Linked DNA regions of Mus musculus: regions 1 and 2 are each linked to region 3. Evidence: chromatin contacts called from public HiChIP or PLAC-seq and promoter capture Hi-C data. All regions are on one chromosome and are shown on one strand. The core of a region is the stretch at or near the end of the contact, and the rest is flanking DNA. Distances in the headings are between cores, read along the strand shown. Region 1 holds the start of Dot1l (DOT1-like, histone H3 methyltransferase (S. cerevisiae)). Region 2 holds the start of Izumo4 (IZUMO family member 4). Region 3 holds the start of Apba3 (amyloid beta (A4) precursor protein-binding, family A, member 3).

Region 1 (2,854 bases), core at 354-2,853, 510 kb after region 3:
ACAAGCCTCCCCAATTTCTCAGACTCTTTGTAGGCAGACCACCAACCAGGAACCCACACTATAGACCAGGTTGGTCAGGACTCCTCCTGCCTCTGCCAAGTGCCAGGATTAAAAGTGTGTGCCACCATGACCAGCATACACACAAACAGATATTTCAAAATTCCTATTACATTTGTGAGTGGCTGTGTCTGTGCACACAGTGAGGTCAGAGAACTTGTGGAAGTTGGTACTCTCCCTTCTGCCCATGTCCCAAACATGGAACTCAGATTATAAGACTGTTGCTGAGCCATCTTGCTGACCTCAGGAGAGTTGAGTGGACACTTGTGGGAATGTTCAAGGACACACAGGGCTGCCTAATTCGAAGAGGCAGAGGACAGGTGCAAGGGCATCCCAGGACACACATGTTCCCTGGGACCCCAGTGAGGATGTGAACTCAGCAGCACCAGGGAACCCCACTGCTGTATCTTCTACTCAAAGCATACAAAGGGCCACAAGGGGACAGTACACTGACCTCCGCAGGCCCTCCTGGACTTCAGAACCCACTTGCCTCTGGCACTTCCACTTTAAGGGATAACACCTCCAGCTTTGCAGAGTCGCACCAGCTCTACCCACCAGCATGAGAGGACAACCTCCAGACTCCCTAAGTCCCCTCTAGCCATGCCACCAACATTAAGAAACAACTGCTCCAGCATTCCAATGTACCTCCAGGCCAATCCACCAACGTCAAACGACACATGAGGTACAAATTGAGATGACAACCTCTCTAACTTCTCAGGTTCTTTCAGCCGGGCACCCTGACATGAAGAAACAACTATTCGGAGCCCTCCTACCACTCCACGAACGTGGGGGGACAACCCAAACCCAAGGGCCAACCTCCCCCTGACTTCCTAGGGTTCTTTTTAGCACCTGCCCATGAACATCAAAAGGTGACAACGAGAAAGGGCATAGAGGACAATAGGAGAAGGCATCAGGATAAGAAACAGATGACTGGAAGAGGGCACGTGAGGTGACAATTTGAGGTGACAACATGAGGGGTCGCCACGAAAGGCAAGGAATCCCCGACTTCTCAGTCTCTACACCCCTGCCCACAAGGTCGGTCCAGACTCAGGTCCTCAAAGGCTGGAGACGCGGGGCTCCGGGCCGGCGGCGGCGACAACGCGACCGGCCGCGTCAGGGCAACGGCAGGCGCGGGCCGAGAACGGCCAAGGACCCGCCGCCGCCGCCGCTGCCGCCGCGGAGCCCCACGACTCCTACCCCCGCGTTCTCCGCAAGTACACTCACGTAGACCGGCAGCGGCCACGGGTAGACGGCGGGCTCGGCGCCCACAGGCGACTTGAGCCTCAGCTCCAGCTTCTCGCCCATGTCGGCGCGCGCGGCCGCCGCACCATGCTAGGCGGGCGGTTGGGGGAGGGGCGGGGCCACCGGCGGGAAGCCGGGCGGGCGGACACGGGCGGACGCGGGGCGGACGGCTGAGGACAGACGGCCCGGCCTGTGCCTCGGCCGCCGCTCCCGTGTGGCCCCAGCTCCCCTCTTTGTAGGAGTCACAGAGCCGGGGCGTCTAGAGCCGCCGCCATCTTGGGCCGGCGTGAGGAGAAGGCACAATGAGCCGGGGGGTCGGGCGGAACCACTCGGCGAGCGCGCGCGGGGGAGGCCGGGAGCCAAGAGGCGGTGCGCGCCCAGAGCCTCCGCCCGCCGCGCCGCGCGCGCCACCCCTCGCACGCCACGCCCCCTTGGACTCGCCCTCCTCCGACCGACGCACGCACTTACGCACGCAGCGGCGCACGCACGTCCTCGGTTGCCCTCCGACGTCGCCGCCAGCCGGAAGCGGGGACCCGGGGAAACCCTGCGGAGGAAAGCGAGAGAGACCAGGCGGGGTCAAGTTCAAATCCCAGTTGCACAGGCTTGCTTCGCGTCCCTTCGCTTTGCTTTGCTTTTTTCTTTTCTTTCCATTTCCTGTTCTTTTTCTTTCTCTTCCCTTCCCGTCAATTTTCTTTTTCTGTTTTTCTGGCTTTTTCTTTCTTTCTTTTTTTTTTCATTTTTCAATTTTTCCCCTTCTTTAGCTTTTCTATTTTTTCACTTTTCTAGCCTATCTGCTTATTGTTTATTTACATGCTTTTTTTTTTTTTTTTTTTTTTGAGACAGGGTGTCCCTGGCTGTCCAGGAACTCATTCTGTTGACCAGTCTGACCTCGAATTTACCAAAATCCACCTGCCTCTGCCTCCTGAGAGCTGGGATTAAAGATGTGAGCAATAAGTTAATTAATAAATCATCAGTCAAATTGGACCCTATAGGTCGGAGGCTCTCAATTAAGAGTTCAAAGCAATGTTATTCTCTGACCTGCCCAGAACTTTACAGAGTCAGGAGCCAAACTTATTTCCTTCTTAGGCCATTCCAATCCTTCTAATACTTAAGTTCCCTCCCCCCAAAACCTTCTGAGAATAAGTTACCTTGAGGTGAGCTGTCACCAGCTCACCAGCCGCTTCTGGATAGCTGCTTCTTCTTCCTGACTACATGGGAGTGAATGTAATCTAGGGGAGATGGCTCCCACCCCTCATCCTAGCGCTTGCCAGCCCCCAAAAGAAGGATCCGGAGCTAGAAGCCATGCTGAGCTACCAAGTAAATTCCGGGCCAGCCTGGGCAACTCAGTGAGCCCTCGTTCCAAAACTAAATGACGTGGTAAAAGACTCTGTAGCTTGGTGTCTCAGTCAGGGCTTCTATTCCTGCACAAACATCAGGACCAAGAAGCAAGTTGGGGAGGAAAGGGTTTATTCACCTTACACTTCCACATTGCTGTTAATCACCAAAGGATGTCAGGACTGGAACTCAGGCAGGTCAGGAAGCAGGAGCTGATGCA
Region 2 (2,700 bases), core at 135-2,634, 570 kb after region 3:
GAAGGCCCTGTACAGCTGACTCCCACTGTGCCGATGACCTGGGGTGGGGGGGGGGAACACAAGACTTGGTGGTGGGGTATCCCCAAGGCCCTGGTCCCCTTCCTTGCCTAGGACCCCAGGGGCAGTGGGATTGCTGCATGAGCCATACTTGCAGTAGTAGCCAAAGCAAATGACGTGGGAGTCCGTGCAGTTGCTGCAGGAGATGGTCTCGTACTGGTAGATACCTGCAATATATGAGAAGCAGCCCCAGACTCCCCTGGGCCCTCCCCAGCCTGGGCCACTGCCACTGTGGCCCTTAGCCTGGACCATGGTTCACTTACCACAGTGACGCTGACAGTCAATGCGGCCTGGGGAGGGGAGGACATAACAGGATAGTGCTTTCTGACAAGGCCCAGAGCTCAACACCTCAGCCCCACTTGTTTTTGTAGCCCAGGATACCCTAGCACAGAGAAGGTAGCCTAGGCTGCCTTGTGATTTGTGGCAATCTTCTTGCCTCGTTCCCTCATTTCTGAGTGCTGGGATTACACGCTTGTGCTACATGAGTTTCATGGATGTAGGAAGGGGTCAGTTGCAGTGAAAGATGGGGATAACCTAAGGGAAGGATGGTTCCATTGTTCCTAGGTGCCACCAGGAGACTAGTTTGACAGAAATAAGGGGGTGATGGGCATGCTAGCAAACATTTATGCAAAAGGGCCTCCTGCAGAGTCACTCCTCCCTGAGCCCTGTTTCCAGTGCCCCTAGCCCTGAAGTGCCAGCGGCCATGATCATCTTCCCCTCTGTGGAGCCCACTGCTCACTCTCTATGATGGCGTTCTGGATGAGGCGCACTTGCTCCCGGAAGATGGCCCGCAGCTCATTGGGGAAATACCCTGATGTGAGAGTCACAGCAGAACGGTCAAGTTCAGGTGCGTAGCAGCTCGCACCGGCCCCACCTGTTTCTCTTTTTACCTGGGAAGTACATCTTCCCCTGGTACAGCTGGTCCATCCTCTGGTACACGGCTTCTGCTACTTGATATAGCTTCTTCCGGGCTAAGGGCAGGAGGAAAAAGCAAGCAAATGAGTGGCCCTGCCCGGTTCCCTGCTGCTCTTCTGACCCTGGAATGGGTTCCGCCGCTCACTGATCTCAGCAGGAATGGCCAGATGGAGCTCCTTCATCGTGTTCTGGATCCAATCGGAGAGCAGCATCCCCGACACAGGAATGTCACCCACCCACCACGACTTGAGGTTCACGTGGTGACGATAGAAGGAGAACTTCTCCGCGAAATTGGGGTCGCACTGCAGGCAGCCCCGGGCCAGCGCCGCTGTCATGCCCAGAAACAACAGCAGGGCCATGGCCTGGCCCAGCCTGCCTTGCCCAAACATCGGCGCCGCCAGCGCCGCACCCTCCAGCCGCGCACCAACCAACGGTGCCTCCCGCGCCACGCCCTGCCACGCCGCACCAACCAACAGCTCGCGCTGTGGACCCTGGCCGCGCCATCCCCTGCCCGGGCCTGATCATGCTTCCAACTCTGGTCCCGCCCCGCTTAGACATGTCCCGCCCACCGGGCCTGATGGCGCAAGCCTTTAATCCCAGCACTTGGGAGGCAGAGGCAGGCGAATTTCTGAGTTCGAGGCCAACCTGGTCTACAAAGTGAGTTCCAGGACAGCCAGGACTACACAGAGAAACCCTGTCTCGAAAAAAAAAAAAAAGACAGCGCCTGCCCACGGATGGCTCCGCCCCTACCTGGCCAGGCCCCGATTAGACTCCTGTCCCAGGCCTGGTTCCGCCTACAGGCCTGGTACCGCCCACGGATGGCTCCACCCCTTTCTAGCCTGTCACCACACCCACCCCACCGCCATCCGGACTTCTGTCCCAGGGCTGGCTCTACTGGATCTCCCCAGGAGAGTGTAACTGAATCTCTCCAGTTACAATTGGCAACTGGTAATGCCAGTCTGTCCCCAGGCTCCACCCCATCCACAGCGCCTTACGCATGCGCTTTGGGCTGGCGCCAGTTCCCGAGCCAGCGAGGGAGGGCTCGTCCCGCCCCTCATCCGCTCCACTACAGCCAATTAGCAGCGCCCGTCCTGGTCTCCAGGGGCGCGGAGTGCCGCCTGCCTTTCACACCGTGATCCTCCGAACTCGGGCGCCACACCTCCATCCGGGCTGCTTCCCTTTAAGGGAAGTAAATCCGGCTGGCGGGCGCGGCCTGGGCGGGGCGTGCGGCGTGTCCCTCCGCGGGCGTGTCCCTCTGCGGGCGCGGCCGGAGACTGGGCGAAGCGAGAGACGGTTCCGGACAGCCAGGTGGGTCCTCCGAGGGCCAAGGCGGGCGGCGGGCAGCGGGACTTCATCCCTCAGGGTGACAGTGTCCAGCGACCGGCCCAGAGTGGGCGCTGGGGACCTGGATCTGTCAAAAGGAGGGAGAAAGGAAGCGTCATGGATCAAAAGCGTGTTTAATATTTGAGGTCCTAGATAGCACAGGCTAGCCTCCAGCGGCTGGATAGGATCCTCCTTCCCATCTCCGCTGACTCATTTGTTTGAAATGATCACGTTTCTGTTAAACTTCATTGAAGGTCTGGGCTCTTGCTCTGGAGTGAAGCATTTGCCTTGTGTGTAGAAAGCCCTGGGTTCTATCCCTACTTCTGCCTCTTCAGCACTCCTCGGCCTCCCCTAAATAAGCCATTGAAAGGCTGGATGGAGAGACTCAAAAACAGATCACAGAAA
Region 3 (2,985 bases), core at 387-2,886:
CCCAGAGCAGCCTGGAGCTATCCTCTGTCAACCAGTGTGCTAAACCAGCATGGCTTCTAGAACATTCTACAGCTTATGTCACCTCTTTGGCCGTCTAAGATCTGCTCTCATTCAGTCCTCTCTAGACCTTGATCATCACTGGCAAACTTTGTGTCATTACTTGAGAGCCCATTTTTGGGCTGTTCTAGGACATTCTGATTTCTGTGTAAAAATGGACACTCACCCTCGGTGACGGCAGGGCACGAGGCCAGGGTCTCCCGGCTCTGGAAGATAAGAGGTGCAGGGCTGAGTCCCCAGTCATGGCTGAGGGTCAGAAGTCAGAGGTCAGAGAGGCGAGCACTATTACCTGGGTACCCACAGGTGGTTCCTGCTGTGTCACCAGGGGTGCTGTCTCCAGCCAGGGCTCCGGGGAACTGCTGGAGCTCCTGCTGTCTGCTGGCTCTGCTGATGCCCCTTCCATCCATCCCGGGTCCCCATCAGGGTCCTCTGGCGGCTGCAGAAGGCGGGGTGCAGTCTGTGCAGGATCTTGGGGGACAGATTGGGCAGGCGAAGAGGCCTCATCCCTCAGCAGACCCAGAAGGTCGTCCCCGCCTGCCTCGGCCGACAAGAGCCCACCAGCATCTGGGTTCTCCTGGGTGGCAAGTCCTTGGCCGGTAGCAATGTGCAGGGGACAGGGGGCTCCATCTGGGAATGGGCCACCCAGGTCGCTGGGTAGAGCTTCTAGCTGCTGAACCAGCTCCTGCACACTGGATGTGTCCAGCTCCATCTCACTCAGGGTGACAGGGCCTCCAGGCCCTAAGGCCGACTGGGTGTTAGAGGGGTGGTTCTCAGAGGGCACCTCGGGGCCTTTGGGCTCCTCCAAGTCCATGGTTGGGGGCCCTGGGGGATGCTGGGGTCCTGGCAGGAACTCCATGTCTGAGACCCAGGTTCAGGCCGGCATTGTCACCAAGCTGGAAGATGAGGGCTCTGAGTGTGGATCTCGTAGGCAAGCCATGGTCCTACAGGTGACAGATTCCATCCCCATGGGGCCTGCCCAGGAGGAAAGGACCCCATTTTACACAGAAGCCAGCAAAGAACTCAGGTGCCTGCCCCAGATCTCAGGCTCCAGACCTCAGAACTCAAGCAACAGACACTAGAACTGAGGCTGCGGCTATGGAACTCAGGCATTGCCCCTGGGAACTCAAGCACTGCCCCCGGGAACTCAGGCTTCTGTCTCTAGAACTCAGGCTCTGGTCTCAAAAACCCAGGCTCCGGACCCTAGAACTCAGGCTCCAGCCCCAAAACTCAGGCTTTAGGTCGTGGAACTCAGGCTGTTGCCCCAGAATTCAGGCACTGGTCCTGAGAACTCAGCCTCTAGCCCCTAGAACTCAGGCTCTGACCCTTGAAACTCAGGCTCCGTCCCCAGAACTCAGATTTCAGTCTCAGAACTCAGACACTGCCCTTGGGTCACCCACGGGAGCCTGTCCAGTCCCGCACGGCCCGCAGTACCTGTGTCTCCGGCCCGGGCAGGATTGTCCGGACGGTCCGCCCGTCCTTCCAGAAGAGTCAGCAGCTCTCTGGGATCCCAGCTTTGGAACCGGATCATCGGTCACTGCACCATCCAGGACTATTGCGCATACACACTCTCAAACGGCCTGCTGGGAAATGTAGTCCTCGAGTCCGCTCTCTCTCCTTCCGGGGACTCGCCAGTGTTGCAGTATAGATAGTAGAGCTCAGGTTCGAATCCCGAGACTACAAGAACGGAGGCGAGGCTCAAACTGGCTTTTCTTTTCTAAAATCGGGTTCTGCATCACTTCAGAGTGTAACGGCTGAGGTAGGACATGGGCAGAAACCAGGGATGGTAAAGAGAGCCATGACTTGAAAATTTGGAGTGCAAAGGAAAAGTGGGAATGGAAGTTATTGAGGACGGACTTCCACTTTGTATCCCAGTAAGGATCTATAACGGTACAATCTAGACTTGAGTTGACACTGGAATTTGCATCACGGTCCTACATATAGATTAGGGACAATGATAATTCCTAAACTTAACTGTGTGATCTAAAAAGAGTTCACCTGGTTAGGTTTGTTAGCAATGAGTCTAGAAGATTCTAGTACTAGTCTATTTATTCTTGAGAGTCTCATGTAGCCTAGGCTGGCTTCAAACTCCTGATCCTCCTGCCTCAGCTTCCTGTGTGCATCCAGCCTCCATTTCTGCTACGAAGCCCCAATCACCAAACCCCACTTTTTTCTATTAGTGAATAGAACACATACGTATCACTATGTAGAGTAGGCTGGCCAGGAACTCACAGGCATCTACCTACCTCTGCCTCCCAAGTGTGGGGATTAAGCTGGGGTTCATCACTCCCATCATTCTCAGCTACCCATATGTTTAAGCCAAGATCTCATATAGCCAAGGCTGACCTCAAACTTGCTGTGTAGGACAGATCGACCCAAACTCCTGATTCTCTTGCCTCCACCTCCACATCACAACTGACTGTCCTAACTTTTAAGCTTTCAAAAATTCCACAAGGGATATAAGCATGATTTTGCTGTGACATTTAAAGTAAATAAAGATCTAAATACTTGTTGTTGTTGTCGTCATCATCGTCTGAGGCAGGGTTTCTTTGTGTAGCCTTGGTTGTCCTGGAACTCAAGCAGTAGCCAAGGTTAACCTTGAATTCAGAGATCCTCCTACCTGTATCTCCAGAGTACTGGGATTAAAGGTGTGCCATCACCATTTGAACTGGGGGCAAGAATTTAATGAAATATTCTTTGAACGGTCGATAGCTACAGAAGTTAAAATTAGTCGTTAGTCGGGCAAATTTTTTTTTAAAGACTACATTTCCCAGAAGGCCGCGGCGCCTCCAACACCTCCAAAGCCGATCTGGAGGGCTGACGTAACACGGAAGTCTGCACGTGCGAGCGGCCGGCCAGCGTCATGGCGGCCGCCCATCTCCTCCGGGCTTCCCGGGTGTGGGCCCGCTGGCATCCCCGGGCGCTCCCGGT

Evidence for each region. HiChIP or PLAC-seq counts read pairs in DNA pulled down with a chosen protein or histone mark. Capture Hi-C pulls out chosen DNA fragments and counts their contacts.
Region 1: a contact with region 3 is called in an H3K4me3 HiChIP or PLAC-seq map of bone marrow-derived macrophages, with 5 times the contacts expected there. The contact joins the promoter of Dot1l here to the promoter of Apba3 in region 3. A contact is called at or near these places in 5 of 39 promoter capture datasets (the SN4741 cell line, cranial neural crest, erythroid cells and 2 more), 2 of 115 datasets of contacts at active chromatin or transcription factors (bone marrow-derived macrophages and pancreatic cancer cells) and 1 of 9 other capture datasets (liver).
Region 2: a contact with region 3 is called in a promoter capture Hi-C map of pancreatic islet. The contact joins the promoter of Izumo4 here to the promoter of Apba3 in region 3. A contact is called at or near these places in 4 of 39 promoter capture datasets (the HPC-7 cell line, cranial neural crest, embryonic stem cells and 1 more), 5 of 115 datasets of contacts at active chromatin or transcription factors (bone marrow-derived dendritic cells, bone marrow-derived macrophages, embryonic stem cells and 2 more) and 1 of 9 other capture datasets (pancreatic islet).

What each region holds. Positions count from the first base shown.
Region 1 is chr10:80,753,952-80,756,805 of GRCm38.p6, reverse strand. It overlaps Dot1l (DOT1-like, histone H3 methyltransferase (S. cerevisiae)), which reads right to left and starts at 1,603. Exons shown (of 28, transcript NM_199322.2): 1 at 1,282-1,603. The coding sequence starts at 1,362.
Region 2 is chr10:80,701,377-80,704,076 of GRCm38.p6, reverse strand. It overlaps Izumo4 (IZUMO family member 4), which reads right to left and starts at 1,384. Exons shown (of 10, transcript NM_027829.3): 1 at 1,118-1,384; 2 at 948-1,028; 3 at 797-868; 4 at 321-347; 5 at 149-224; 6 at 1-38. The coding sequence starts at 1,361. It overlaps Mob3a (MOB kinase activator 3A), which reads left to right and starts at 2,257. Exons shown (of 4, transcript NM_172457.2): 1 at 2,257-2,280.
Region 3 is chr10:81,266,823-81,269,807 of GRCm38.p6, reverse strand. Apba3 (amyloid beta (A4) precursor protein-binding, family A, member 3) reads right to left here and starts at 1,636. Exons shown (of 11, transcript NM_018758.2): 1 at 1,489-1,636; 2 at 347-1,029; 3 at 224-263. The coding sequence starts at 913. Mrpl54 (mitochondrial ribosomal protein L54) reads left to right here and starts at 2,882. Exons shown (of 3, transcript NM_025317.2): 1 at 2,882-2,985. The coding sequence starts at 2,918.